Regions from separate parts of the Zea mays genome. Here regions 1 and 3 are each linked to region 2. The links are chromatin contacts, called in public Hi-C maps. All regions are on one chromosome and are shown on one strand. Each heading gives the region's core, a stretch centred on a gene start, on an enhancer-like site or on the middle of the called end of the contact. The rest is flanking DNA. Distances are from core to core; before and after follow the strand shown.

Region 1 (4,562 bases), core at 280-2,779, 210 kb after region 2:
TTATCATCAGTGGAATCCATGTTGTTTTGCATGTTGCTATGATCATTTGAATTGTAGAACATAGAATTAAAATCCTCATGATGTTGATGGACAGTATCTCGCCTCATCTGGTCACTTGAGCTTTGCTCTGTTTCAGGCGCATATAAGGATAATGACGGTGCAAAGGGAATACCATTTTCTTCATCATGCTTCAGACTAACTATCTGACAACAAGACCCGCATTGAAATCGGTTCTGCTTCCGCCCTATGCATTTTTCTGTAGGCATCTGCAGTAGTTTATAACATGAACTGCACACAGAGAAAGGTGCAGCACCATCCACTGGACGGCAGATATGTTCCGCCTTCTTCCTGAAGTACTCTGCTCTCCTCTTCGATACAGACCGGTGCGAGTAAAGTGATGACGCCACAGACCTCCGATCATAATCGGATGAAACAGATGGTGACCTCTCGAACCGGTACGATTCATGCTGCCTGGCGAAGTACCTCGCCATCGGGATGTTCTCCTCTTGCGGCGAAGTCCTCTGCCCATGCAGACAGTGTGGACAGGCACACCCGTAGTGATGGAAGCTCCCAGGCCCCATCCCACCGTTCTCCCACTGCCTCCCAGGGTACTGGCGGTAGTGCCCGCTAGACTGCCTCACATACCTTTCCCCATGTTCAGGGCGCGGCGGTGCGTATGGGCCTGGAGGCGGCAAGCCCGGCCCAAACCGCCCGCCATGGCGGGAGCGGTGGTACCCCGGCAGAGGCGGTGGCTCCTCCAGATGCTCGGCGGGGAGCATGGAGACCGCGCGGCGGCTGGCCCTGCGGGGCTCCCGCCGCTGGGCGACGACGTTGCAGGAGCGCGCGATCTGGTCCCTCAGCTCGTCCAGCTTGCGCAGCAGCTCGACGGGGTCCTGCTGCAGCGCGGCCCAGCCCGCGCCGCCCCTCCGGTCGCTGCATTGCGGCCGCTCCTCCGCCCCGATCCTCCGCCTGTACTTCATCTCCTTGAGATCACTCCCCATGGCGGGGGCGGCGAGGCCGCTCCGCGCTCCCGCTTTCTCCCACCGGATCGGCAAGCACTGGCGTTATCCTGCACGGAGTTGCGCGACGCGGAGCCAAAGTTTTAGGGGAGGTGGAGCGGTGAACGAGCAGATCAGAGGGGTCCCGAGGGGGCGGTGGGGAATGGAGTAAGATCTGTCGGTTTCCTACGGGAGAGAGAGAGAGAGAGAGAGAGAGAGAGAGAGAGAGGCGGGGGGTGCGGAACGGCGCTTACCTTGAGACGGAGCTCGCTGCGGCGCGGGGGCGTGGCGGCGGCTCCGGTTCTCCATTAGGGTTTCGTCCCGCAGCTCGAGGAGTACGCCATGAGAGAGAGAGAGAGAGAGAGAGAGAGAGAGAGAGAGAGAGAGAGAGAGAGCAGAGTAGGAGTAGAGAGTAAACTCTGGGAGCGGCGGCAGTGTCTGCGTTGCCACGGACACGACGAGGGAGCCAAGTGAAAGAACATTTTTATATAGCTGCGGGTGAATCCTCAGGGACCTTGGTTCGGGGCTTCGGGCCAGGGAGGGCGCCGCCGAGTTACGTGGGGATGTGGCCCGCCTTTTGGAACGATCTGGCTGCGAAGCTGACGTGAGGGGTCAAAGACGCGGGCCACCGGCGCACAGGGTAGCACACGCCGGCTTCGGTTTCCCGTCTCCTCCGAGACTTCCATTCTCCGTCTCGCCTAAACATTTACATCGCCGCGAGCAAAAAAAACACTAAGAAAATGGTGGCAGGACAGCACTATTATTTTATTTGTCAACGACTTGCCTGTCCTATAAACACAGGACATTAGCCTGTAGTGTGGTACGGTCATTAGTTCGGTGTAGCTTGCAGTTCTCTCGAGTCGTTGTTAACGTAGACGTCGCAACCGGGGTCGGAATTAAATAGGGTTGCTTGGAGGAGGGGAATATGGTTACCAACGAAAAGGACTTGAGCATGTGTATATCTTCTAAAGCCTCCTCTACACTAAATTTTAGAGAATTTATGTGAGCGAGTTGTGTAGGTAGACATTTAGATAGGTTTTATACTGGAAGTGTGTTTGTAGTTTATCTGTGTGTACGATGCATGTGTGCCAGACCTGAGGCCCTTGCTCACATTTTCACAGCAGTAGTAAAAACACACATGTTAATTAATGTGAGAAAATGACTGAAAATCGATCCGAAGAATTACACGTACGTACGTACGTACTGAACATCGGAGGATAGTGCATTGCATTCCTCTTGAGTTTAAAGCCTTTTTTTCATTTTTCAATCAGATCGTCCTTGATTCAACTAAATAGTGTTGCCATTTAAAGCGAGCAGTGTAGCCAACGTGTTCCATTGGACCGCACGCCCTGTGCCACGGCCTCACGGGGAGACCTAGCTGCACATGTGCATGCGTGTGGAGCCTGTACCGTGGCCATTTATTTGTAGCTGTGCCACTGTTTTTTTCGTGCACACGCACTCGTAGAGCTAGCTTGGGAACCTCAATTTCTCATAAGATTTCTATTTTACCAAGAGAAATTAGTTTATTTTCCCATTGAAAAATAGAAACCTCTTGGGAAATTGTGGTTTCCAAACTAGCCCGCACTGTTTTACTGAACGCCGAGTTTTGTAGGTGGCATTAATACAAGTGTCGTACAATCAGAACTGATTTGGTGATCGGGGATCCCGAGGAGATCCATGGGGAGAAATCCCCTCGCAATTCAATTTTGAATAGCAAGGAAATTTTTCCCCATGGATCCCCTCGGGATTCCCGATCACCAAATCAGCCCTCAGGGGCTAAATTTCTCCGCTAAATTCCTCGGTGTTTTTTTTCGTTTTCGGTGAAGACCGAGAAAAGTTTTTTTTCGCTCCGGTTTCAGTAAATTTCGTTTTAACTTTTATAGATTTGAAAAAAAAAACTATATTTTTTCTGAGAGGAATATGATCAGAATTTTGGTTTTTTAATTAATATTTTTAAGTAAAAAATGAATTTCGCTGAAAGGACATAGTTTTTTTGTTCTGAGAAATCCGAATTTTGATTCCCAAATTTGAAAATTCATCCCAGTCAAGTAATTTGAAATCCGGCGAGATTTTTGGTTCAGTTTTCGTTTACCGAAACCTTTTTTTAAAAAAATCAAACTGTTTAAACCTGCTGCTTGTAACCGCGGTCTCATGTCTCCTATGCTTTTACGTTACATGTTTTTCCTTTCTTAACGAATGTGTAGTCACAAGACATGTTCATATTTCTATTTAGAACTACAACGTTTTTTTATATAAAAAAACCCACACTTAGACCTAGTTTGGAAACTCTATTTTTTCTAGAGTTTACTATTTTTCTAAAAGAAAATAAACTAATTTCACTTGGGAAAATGAAAATCTCTTGGAAAAATGTGGTTCCTAAACTAGTCCTTCTTGTTCAAACTGAAACCTCTGAAAATTTTCTAACGGAATCTCGGTCCAGTTTCGTGAATTTTGGTAATGTATCAAAAAGTTGGAAACCCTGTTCTAGCAGAAAAATCCGGTCTTCATGTGGTTGGCGAGCCGGCCGGATAAACAAAAAAAAAAGATTCTACTGTGACGTACTCCCTCCGTTTCATTTTAATTGTCGTTGGATAATGTAAAATTTAACTATCCAACGACAACTCAAAAGAAATGGAGGGAGTACTGTAATAATATGGAACGGATGCGTTCCGTGCCCTGGACGTGTCGCGGATGCTTTATTCGCCGCGCCACCGACTGTCGTTTGCCTCCGAGAGTGCTTGCCGTCGGTGTGGAGACGTGGGCGGTGATCCGTGTTGCACTTGGGCAAAGGGCTGAGAACAACATTCCAATCCAACACAAAAAAAAATGAAGAAAGCAATCGGCCGGGATCAGACACGGAAGAAAAAGGAGGTGTAAAGGCAGCCTCTACTTTGTTGAATTTCTACTTGTCCCAACCGGCAACAGCCAGCCAGCTAGTGTGCAGTGCACCACGCATGGATCTCGGGTCGGGCTCGGGCGTTCGGTGGACGTGCTTTCGCCGTCCCTGTTTTGTTAGATTACCGTGTCTGTTGATGATCTGAACCACGCCCACGTACATCGGTGCGCGTCGCTTCGATCCCATCACAAGATTCTTCTGCTTTAATTTGTACATCGGAGATGGACTGCATTTCGGTCCAGATGGAGATGGACTGACATAGACTAACTTAGTGGAATAATAAAATATAATGACTATAAATTTCTAGCTCGCATGCTGTAGGCTGTAGCTAGCGTCGAACGCGAGCGGCCTAACCTAGCTAATGGCAGGCGCGTCGCACGTAGCCAAAGACCAAAGATCATCCCTAAGTCAGCACAGTCAGAGACTGTACACGTCTCTGTAGCGGCTTCAGCGCTTCCAAGTCATGGCCTCCTCGTACCGGCCGCGCCGATGAGTCAGCCACATGCATTTTTTTTTGTGTGTGTGCAGACAAATACAACGGACCATCTCGTCGTAAATTCGGTGACTTCGTTTGGTAGTGTCCGGGCTCAGAACTAGTTCAACTCGTCTACTGAATTGTCCGATAAATTTCGTAACTGTTTACCAAAACATCCAGAGTTTGCGCGGGG
Region 2 (4,020 bases), core at 486-2,985:
AAGACCATAGTTTGGCAGAAAAAATCAGCTCTGCGAAACGCCAAACAGGGCTGTACCTGCACGTAACCAGCAGTAGATCGTCGTCTACAGCACGTGACGACGAGAAGGACTCGGGTCAGGTGTCCGTAGTGCCATAGCCAGTTGGCACGTGGCGGCACGCAGAGCGGCGGCGGAGCCACGTACGGCGAGGGCAAGGTGGCAAGCGCAAGCCCCCCACCCACCCCACGAAGCACATATGCATGCCAGGAGGGCGCCCGCGCGATGCATGCAGGGCCACCTGGCGGCTGGCGCGGCCGGGCACTCCCCATGCTTGCCTGCCTGCCTCCCTGCGCTCTGCATGCACTCTCCAGCTTCCGCCACCGCGCGACGCATGCTGCATTCGCGCATGTGCGTAGGCGACTAGGCGTAGTAGCGGCGATCAAGGATGCGCGACAGCCGGCCCAGATCGACATTTGGAGCGGACGACGGCATGTAATAATAAGATTCCGGACCCATGCATGTGCCGGGATTAATACCTACTGATAGCTAACCAATACTAAGGCCCTGTTTGTTTGAGATTATAATCTATATAGATTATATAATCCAATGTAAATAAGCTAGTGAGGAAACAAACAAGCAACTTATCTGATAAGATTATATAATCTAGCACTTGAGATTATGATAATCCTATAAGCTCATCAAAGAGTGCTTATTTCAGCTTATTTTTTATGAAAGACCCACTACCTATGACAAGTTGATTAAAATTACTTCCAATTGTCATTCACCTATCCATAAACGTTCTCACCCACCAGACAATTAAAACAATCAAGGGTATTATTGTATTTGTATGCATATGAATAATAAGCCGAGTCCAAATAATCTGAGCTAACAAACAGCAGCACCTAGCTTATTTAATTCAGAGCAAATAATCTAGATTATATAATCTAAATTATAATCTAGATTATATAATCTATAAGTTGAAACAAACAGGGCCTAAAGCCAATCAGCGGTCAGTAGGGCAGGCAGCAAGCTGACAAGATGGCTCTCCTCCTCGCGATTACCAGTGGGAATTTATTATACATATACACGCACACAACAATAGCAGTTCTCCAATGTACGATCAAGCCCTTTGCACTGCATAATAATAATATTAATACTCTAACCGATGGGCGATGGCCAATTAATCTAATACAACCCGTGGTCGCTGTCGGCTGATGAATCGGTCGCCGCCGTCACTAGATCTGCCCCGACGCGCACGTATAGTTCGTGCGTGCGTGCGTGACGATCTTTACCTCAGCGTTGGCGTCCACGCGAGCGAGGGACGGCGTATCCGACGCCTGCAGAAAAGCCGGACCGATTCGTATATTCTCTGTCCGCTCATCAGAATATAATCTCGGAAAAATAAAGCAGGGTACCTCCTGCCTGCCGCCGATCCGAAGCTCTTTGTCCGGACGACACGAACAGCCCGCGCCGCGCCGGGCTGGCTGGAGTTCGGTGGCGGTAACAGACAACAAATATAATAGAACGGGTGTTTTGTTTGGAGTAACTGTCGGCGATTATATATTTACGCGAAACCGGACGCCGGAGTTCGATCCCCTAGCTGTTTATGATGAGTAGTAGTAGGAATTCCGCTCTAGCTCGGAAAGCAACACCGGGCGTTTGGCACGTACCATGTCCGCGGGCGCCGAAACCGAGCCACGCCGAGCATATTCTTCCAGTGCGCCTCCGCTGCTTCCTCGCTTTCTTTTCGTTGCCACGCCGGTGGCGGAGACACCGATGCCGGACGACCTTGCTGTGACTGACTGACTGACCGTGATTGATGTTTTCTTCTCTCCCGTTTCGGCCGCCCTCCCGCGACCCGACCCCGCGTGGCCGCGTGCGTGCGTACACCAGCGCTTACTTTTACTCGAGTGACCTACTGGCGTTCGCTGTTCCCGGAAATACCCCTCCAGTCTCATCACAGAGCTTGCTACTACTCCGCGCTGCCGTGGCGGAGGCAAGCGCGGTCATCTGCCCACTTCACCAGTCCTCGCGCTGTCGTGCCGTCTCCGGCTTCTCGTTCTTGCTCTTGCCCCGGCACCTTCGGTTTCCACCACCACCGCGCGCGCCGCGGCCGACCTGCCCTGCCCCAACTGTGTGTGCTCTTTAAAGCCCTCGCATCGCCATTTGCAGAATTGCCCAGTGCTCTAACCAGATCTGCTCCGCTCCGCTCCGGGCTGACTAACCGAGCCCGCCGTCTCTGTAGCTAGCTGGTCGTCCGTCGTCGCCACCAACAGGCTAACCACCAACCGCCCAAACGTCTCCACCGCGCGGGCGGAGCGCAGCTGCCCGCCCCGGATTAACCTCCCTCTCGCCCTCCCCACGCCTCCGAGATCGCGAGCGAGAGGACGCCACGCTGACATGGCGGCGGCGACCGTCGCTGCCGCGGGCACGGCGGCGCCGGCGGCGGCCATGCACGCCGGCATCCGGCGCTCGCGCTCCGAGCCGCACCTCCGCTGCCCGCGCCGCGCGGGCGCCGCGCTCACCACCAGCCGCTCCATCGGCGTGTTCCCGTTCCAGCTCGGCGCGGCGCCGCTGCGCCCGCCGCCGCTGCCCGACGGCGGCGCCGACGGCTCCCGGCTGCTCACCGTCGCCGACGACGACCCGCCGGAGGAGCCTGGGCCGGAAATGCCGCCCGCCCGGAGGCCCGAGGCGCACTGGCTCGGCCGCCTCCTCGAGCTCCGCTCCCGCTTCCACGACCCGACCAAGCGCGACGTACTCGACGACGACGACGACGACCTCTACCGCCTCGACGCTGACCACCACGACGGCGGGTGCGGCGTGAGCTACGACGACGAGGAGGAGGATGCCAGGTGGGACCGCCACTCCTTCGCCAAGCTGCTGGCAAGGGCCCCGCTCGGAGACGCGCGGCTGTTCGCGCAGCTGGCCTTCCTCTGCAACATGGCTTACGTCATCCCCGAGATCAAGGTGAACCCATCGCGCGAAAACCGCACAGTTATTAAATATAGCGTCGAAATGATAAACCCTGGGCCGTCCATTCGGGACCCGACGGCCGAGATCGTCTGATCTGGCCGCTCGTCCTGCGCAGGGAAGGAGATCCTCGCGACTACAGGCTGGGACTGGCCTGGTGGTCCATGGGGACACCCACTGGCACTCATATTTTTTGTAAGAATTTTTAGTGGGGCTTACCCGGAGGAACCGCCATTAATGGCTGACACCTTGGCTTTAAAACTCGCCTTGCAGCAGCCCCATTGCTGCTCGCTCGAAACGATGGCCTCCGATCTGTCCTGTCGCACACATATTAGGTGCAACACCCGTGTAATTGACCGAGCCCCACCAAGAACAACTTGCGCGCCCAATGTCTCCTACTATTAATACTTGTGAGTTGTGATCATCATTCAATAATTGTGTGGCTGTTTTTGCCGTTAGCTGCTAGTAGGTTTGTATGTACCCTCCGAGACTAGGAATTGTTATGGAGAGAAATCTGCACGTAATTGTTATTATCGTGAATAATGCATCGGGTCAGTTGATAATAACGGGTATGAAATGCGACGTAGGAGCATCTGATCTGAAGAGTGCCGATTGGTTTGGTTTCAGGTCGAGGAGCTGAAGAAGCACTACGGGTTGCGGTTCGTGACGTCGTCTCTGGAGAAGAAGGCGGAGGCCGGCATCATAAGCGCCAAGCTGGACGCGGACTCCACGCGGCCGCGCACCGCGCCGGCGTACGAGGTGGCCTCCGGCCCGCAGCCGCGCCGGCCCATACGACCGCACCTGGCCTACGAGGTGGCCGCGTCGGCCGCGAACTACGTCCGCGCGCGCGCCCGCGGCCTGCTCTCGTTCGGAACGCCGCAGGCGCAGCTGCAGGCCGGCCACGGCAGGCTGTACAACTCGGGCGTGGCCGCGTACATGGCCGCGTCGACGGTGACGGCGGTGGTGGCCGCCGAGGACGAGGCGCGCCAGGAGGCGGCGCGCGACCTGCGCTCGCCGCTGTCGTCGCCGTGCGAGTGGTTCGTGTGCGACGAGGCGGACGCGCGGACGCGG
Region 3 (4,293 bases), core at 1,467-3,966, 220 kb before region 2:
GTTCTCAAGTGCTATGAATTAAGAACAAGGCAACATAAAATGTTAAAGGTTAATGCCCTTAGACTTTTGAAGCATTATTTCCCATAGGATATAATGATCTTCAGACGAAGGTGATGAAGGACATACCTTCATCATCACAGCATATGTTAATGAAAGAAGAAGTATATGAAACATAAAAGACAATATGAATAATGATACGACATTGCTAACATATTTATTATTATCGTGAATAAACAGAAACAATATTGTATTACATTTGTACCTTTGGCTTGACAGAAGGTAAAAGTCCAAGCGTGACGCACGAGTGAATACAAGTCAACGTAGATAGTACGGGGGTACTGTTCATCTATTTATAGGCACATGACGCAGCCTGTGAAAAATTACAGTTATGCCCTTTGCATTCACTATTGACTTATAGAAAAATCTATGAGGACTAGATAGCCTTTTTCCCCTTTAAGTCGGTTCCTCTTCCCGCGATTGAGCCGAAGCTCCCTTTCGTATAGCTTCGGAGCAACAGCAACCTTCGTCACGATCATGCCCTTCTCATCGTATATGCTTTTAATCCTGAATCCGAAGGTACCTGTCTATAAACCATACTTGGAAGACATTATTAAATTACGTTTTTGAGGACCTTCGGAAGACGAAGGCCCCCAACACCTGGGAAAAAACAAAAGGCCATTAGGCCTGGCTAGCCTCTTGGCTTGGCCCATCCTCGGCCTTCGCCCACTGGCAGTAGGGGGCGGGCGTGCCCTGGCCGCAACCTGGGCTTAGGCCGCTGTTTCGGCCCATGCGCGAGAGTTACCCCTCTTGCCTTGATCCCCGCCGTTAGTTCAAATCCGACGACCAGGATCTGTCTACATAATGTAGCAGCGCTATAACTAGCTAGTTATTCGGAGGGGTGGAAAACCCTAATCATTTTCTCCTCTTCCCCATCGTAGCGGTCAACGGGCGGCTCTCTCTACTCTCTGTTCTTACTATTGACAGTTTCCAGCCATCCTCTGTACACGCGCCGCACACTCTTGTGTTCTGCTCGGCCCAACCGAAACGATCGTCGTCTTTTTCTCTAGATCTCACCTCTTCTAGCTCTGTCGCTTGTGCACTGGCCAGAGCGGACCCTCGGCCCCTTCCGCCGGTGGACGTGTCCCTTCGGATGGGTCGTCGAACGGGTGCCTCGCGGTGGTTGATGCTCCCAACGACGTGATAAGACTGTGGCTAGTGTGGTCGTGAGGTGAACTGTCAGCCTCTTGACCGTTTCTCTGTGACTTCTATACACCCGGATCTAGTTCTCTTTAATCGATTCCCATACTGTGTGTGTATGATTGTATGGAATGTATCTAATGTATTATTTAGGATCGAGTTTTGAGTTGATAAATGCGTAGATCTAGGTCCCTGCGTTATTTTTGTGATGGTTTGTATGCATTTTTATTTGGGGAAATAGTTAGGGTTTTCTATCTCTAATCTGTTCCTGGTGTTATCTTATTCTGTTTGCTTAACTCGAATCCAACAGCCTTGAGCCCTTGAACGCGATCACTGTGACCTGATCTAGATGAACTAGGGTTAGGTAACCCTAACCCTTAGATGTCGAGTTCACTGATCTGTCAGTTTACTAGTTTGAGCCATGAGACCCTCTGGGTCCTCGATATGGCTGAAACAGGGTTAGAAAACCTAACCCGATATCTATTCTTACTTCTTGACTTTCTCTCTTTGATCTAATCTCAACTTTATCACTTTGATCTAATCTCTGTTCTCGGGGTGATAGAAATGAAGAAACTGAGTCTAATCACTTTGACCCGAGACCTTTCTGTGATCTCAAAATCAAAAGCGGATTAGGAAACCTAGGGGTCTTAGGGTGGCTCTGATACCGTTGTTAGATTCTATGGTGCCTATGATCGATTCCTAAGCCCCTATAATACCAATCAGTAACTAGTAAACCTCGATGACGAGTAGATCTGTTCTACTGAGAGGAATAAGGAAATATACCTTCGTTGTTGTTGTGTTGACGCGTCCTAGCGAGGTAGTTGTGGAGCATGGTCGCTGCTTTCGGTGTCACCTCCATTGCTCCTGTAGAGGAACAATATGCACCGAAATCCGAGCCTCCCTTGGTTGTCGCGCTTCCAGTCACTCCGATGCCTAAGCGATGGGACCTCTGTGGATTAGGGTTTCTGGGCGAGATACTAACGTTGGCTTTTCCTACGACCCTTGATCCTTTATATAGCGTCATGTGACCGGGGGCTCCAACCGAGGTTAGCATGGACAGTCCCAATAAAGGGCCCGATTAAGGAGATAATTAGTTGAGTTAACCCAATTTGGTCTCTGATGACCAGCTGTAGAGATACACTCAACAAGCTAGGTGGACTATTTTTGAGACAAAATAAAGAGTTATTAGAGTTGTGTACATTTTTTTGGGGTATTTAGAGTTTTGGAAAGAATTCAATATAACAATATTTTAGAAGAATAAATATTGGGAGCTATTAGAGATGTTCTAAGTTTTTATGTTTTTTTTCTAAAAAAGGGAGATCTTAGGAGAGCTTTTGGAGATGCTTTTAAGCTATTTCCAGTAGATCTCTTATTCTATTTTAAACTCTACATTATAATTATTGTTAAACAATATTACCAACAATTATGTGTCTTATATTTTAGCCTATCTATCATGACCGTATTTTTACACGCCAATAGAACATGGAGATCTTTTGCTCTCACGCAAGACGCAACAAAAGGTTTGGATAGAACACTCTGCTTCCCCGTCCTTCGGTCTAGCCCGAGTGGACGTAGGAAGGGACGAGGGGTCTTGACGCCGGCGAGCCATGGCGGGGGCTCTCCTCTCCTCTCCGCACACTCTCCCGAGCCCCACATCTCAGTCCCCGTTCCGCCCCAGGCACGCACTCCCTCTGCCGCTTACACGATTCCCTGCTCGCCGCCTATTCGTGTTACTGTGCACAGAACACCCACCCTCCTTGACTGCGCTCCTGATTTTGGTTCCTGGGGATTGCGCAGGAGCAGGGGACCACTCCACGCTGGGGCAGCGCGTGTTCTGCCACCGAGGAGGAGGGCCTTTGTGCTCGCTTCGTGCTCTCGCGAGCCTGCCGCTAGGAACCGCGGGTTGGAGGTGGAGAGGAGGCGCCTTCTCATGTCCGGGCTCGTGTCTTCTTTCGCAATCATGCTCCCCATTTCAGGTAGTGTTCATGGGATGTCTCTCTACTTCTCATGGTTCATTCACTCGGTTCGGGTCTTGTGGACGGAAGAATTAGCATTTCTACTTTCTGCTAATTTCCACACACTGAATTTGTCAGACGTGTCAGTTTTGAGGCATGTGATTGCAAAATTTAGAGTAAGTCCATGACATGTACTGTTTTTATGATTGTGCATAATGTGCTACACATTTATCTATTGGATCTCCTGTTTTCTATTTATAACTCTCTCATTCTCCCGAGAGGCCATTCTTTGACAGTTCTTTTCTTGAAAGACCAATTCTTGAATGATCACAAGTGCTTTGCTCGCAACGATTCTGTAGAAGCATATGCTGTCATGGAGACTGATGAAGACGTGAAGATGAACACACAAATTGATGAGATCAATGCATACTCTTTTCTTTACCCGGTGGAACTGCCAGGGAAGAAATTTACCTTCAAATGGTATTTCAGTTCCCTGCACTACAATATTTTGTCCAATCTACTCTTTTTCAGTCTTAACCTGTTTTTTGCGTACTTATTGCCTTCTCATGGGCACTAGGATAAAACTTTTCGCTTACAAATTACTATCCTATTATTCTGTTCCTAGGGTAGAGTCCAGAAAACCAGAGCGATATTCCTCTGCAGCGCCACTATCGCGTGAGTAGCTTCTGGCATAACAATGATAAGGAATGGTCTTATTACTTTGTTCACACGAATGAACTAGATTATTGAGCACAAGGACTTCCACAGTTACACTTTTTGGAATATCCATATATTTCGTAATGGCGCAAGCTGACTAGGTCTCTATGCAGCTGATGCAAGGCAACGTATCGTATCAGAGCGAGTTGACATGATACACAATGTTGTCATCTCGGTCTCGGTAACTTCTCAAATACTCTATGATACTAGGAAATGCATAAATCTGCAATTTGTTGGGTTGTACTAACCCAATGTCATGTTTTAATATTTAAGTTTCTGTTTTTTTTTTTTTTGCAAATTGCTGTCTGTGACTAAATATTTCGTTTTCGGTGAAAATTGTTATGTGGCTTGATTATCTGGATGGGAAATACATTAATTGAAACTCTGAAAAACAAATTTGATTATACGCAGTAACATCCATAAT

The links. A called contact is a pair of places that touch in the nucleus more often than the background predicts.
Region 1: a contact with region 2 is called in a Hi-C map of endosperm, with 1.8 times the contacts expected there. The contact joins the promoter of LOC103636078 here to the promoter of LOC100304295 in region 2. A contact is called at or near these places in 3 of 25 Hi-C or Micro-C datasets (ear, endosperm and tassel).
Region 3: a Hi-C map of tassel shows a contact between it and region 2, with 3 times the contacts expected there. The contact joins the promoter of LOC100192838 here to the promoter of LOC100304295 in region 2. A contact is called at or near these places in 2 of 25 Hi-C or Micro-C datasets (leaf and tassel).

What each region holds. Positions count from the first base shown.
Region 1 is chr8:148,410,740-148,415,301 of Zm-B73-REFERENCE-NAM-5.0, forward strand. It overlaps LOC103636078 (Extra-large G-protein-like), which reads right to left and starts at 1,530. Exons shown (of 5, transcript XM_008658433.4): 1 at 1,253-1,530; 2 at 1-1,069. The coding sequence starts at 1,001.
Region 2 is chr8:148,204,843-148,208,862 of Zm-B73-REFERENCE-NAM-5.0, forward strand. LOC100304295 reads left to right here and starts at 1,736. Exons shown (of 2, transcript NM_001361278.1): 1 at 1,736-2,946; 2 at 3,577-4,020. The coding sequence starts at 2,380.
Region 3 is chr8:147,988,597-147,992,889 of Zm-B73-REFERENCE-NAM-5.0, forward strand. LOC100192838 reads left to right here and starts at 2,717. Exons shown (of 11, transcript NM_001138029.1): 1 at 2,717-2,875; 2 at 2,995-3,173; 3 at 3,512-3,632; 4 at 3,778-3,827; 5 at 3,983-4,050. The coding sequence starts at 2,805.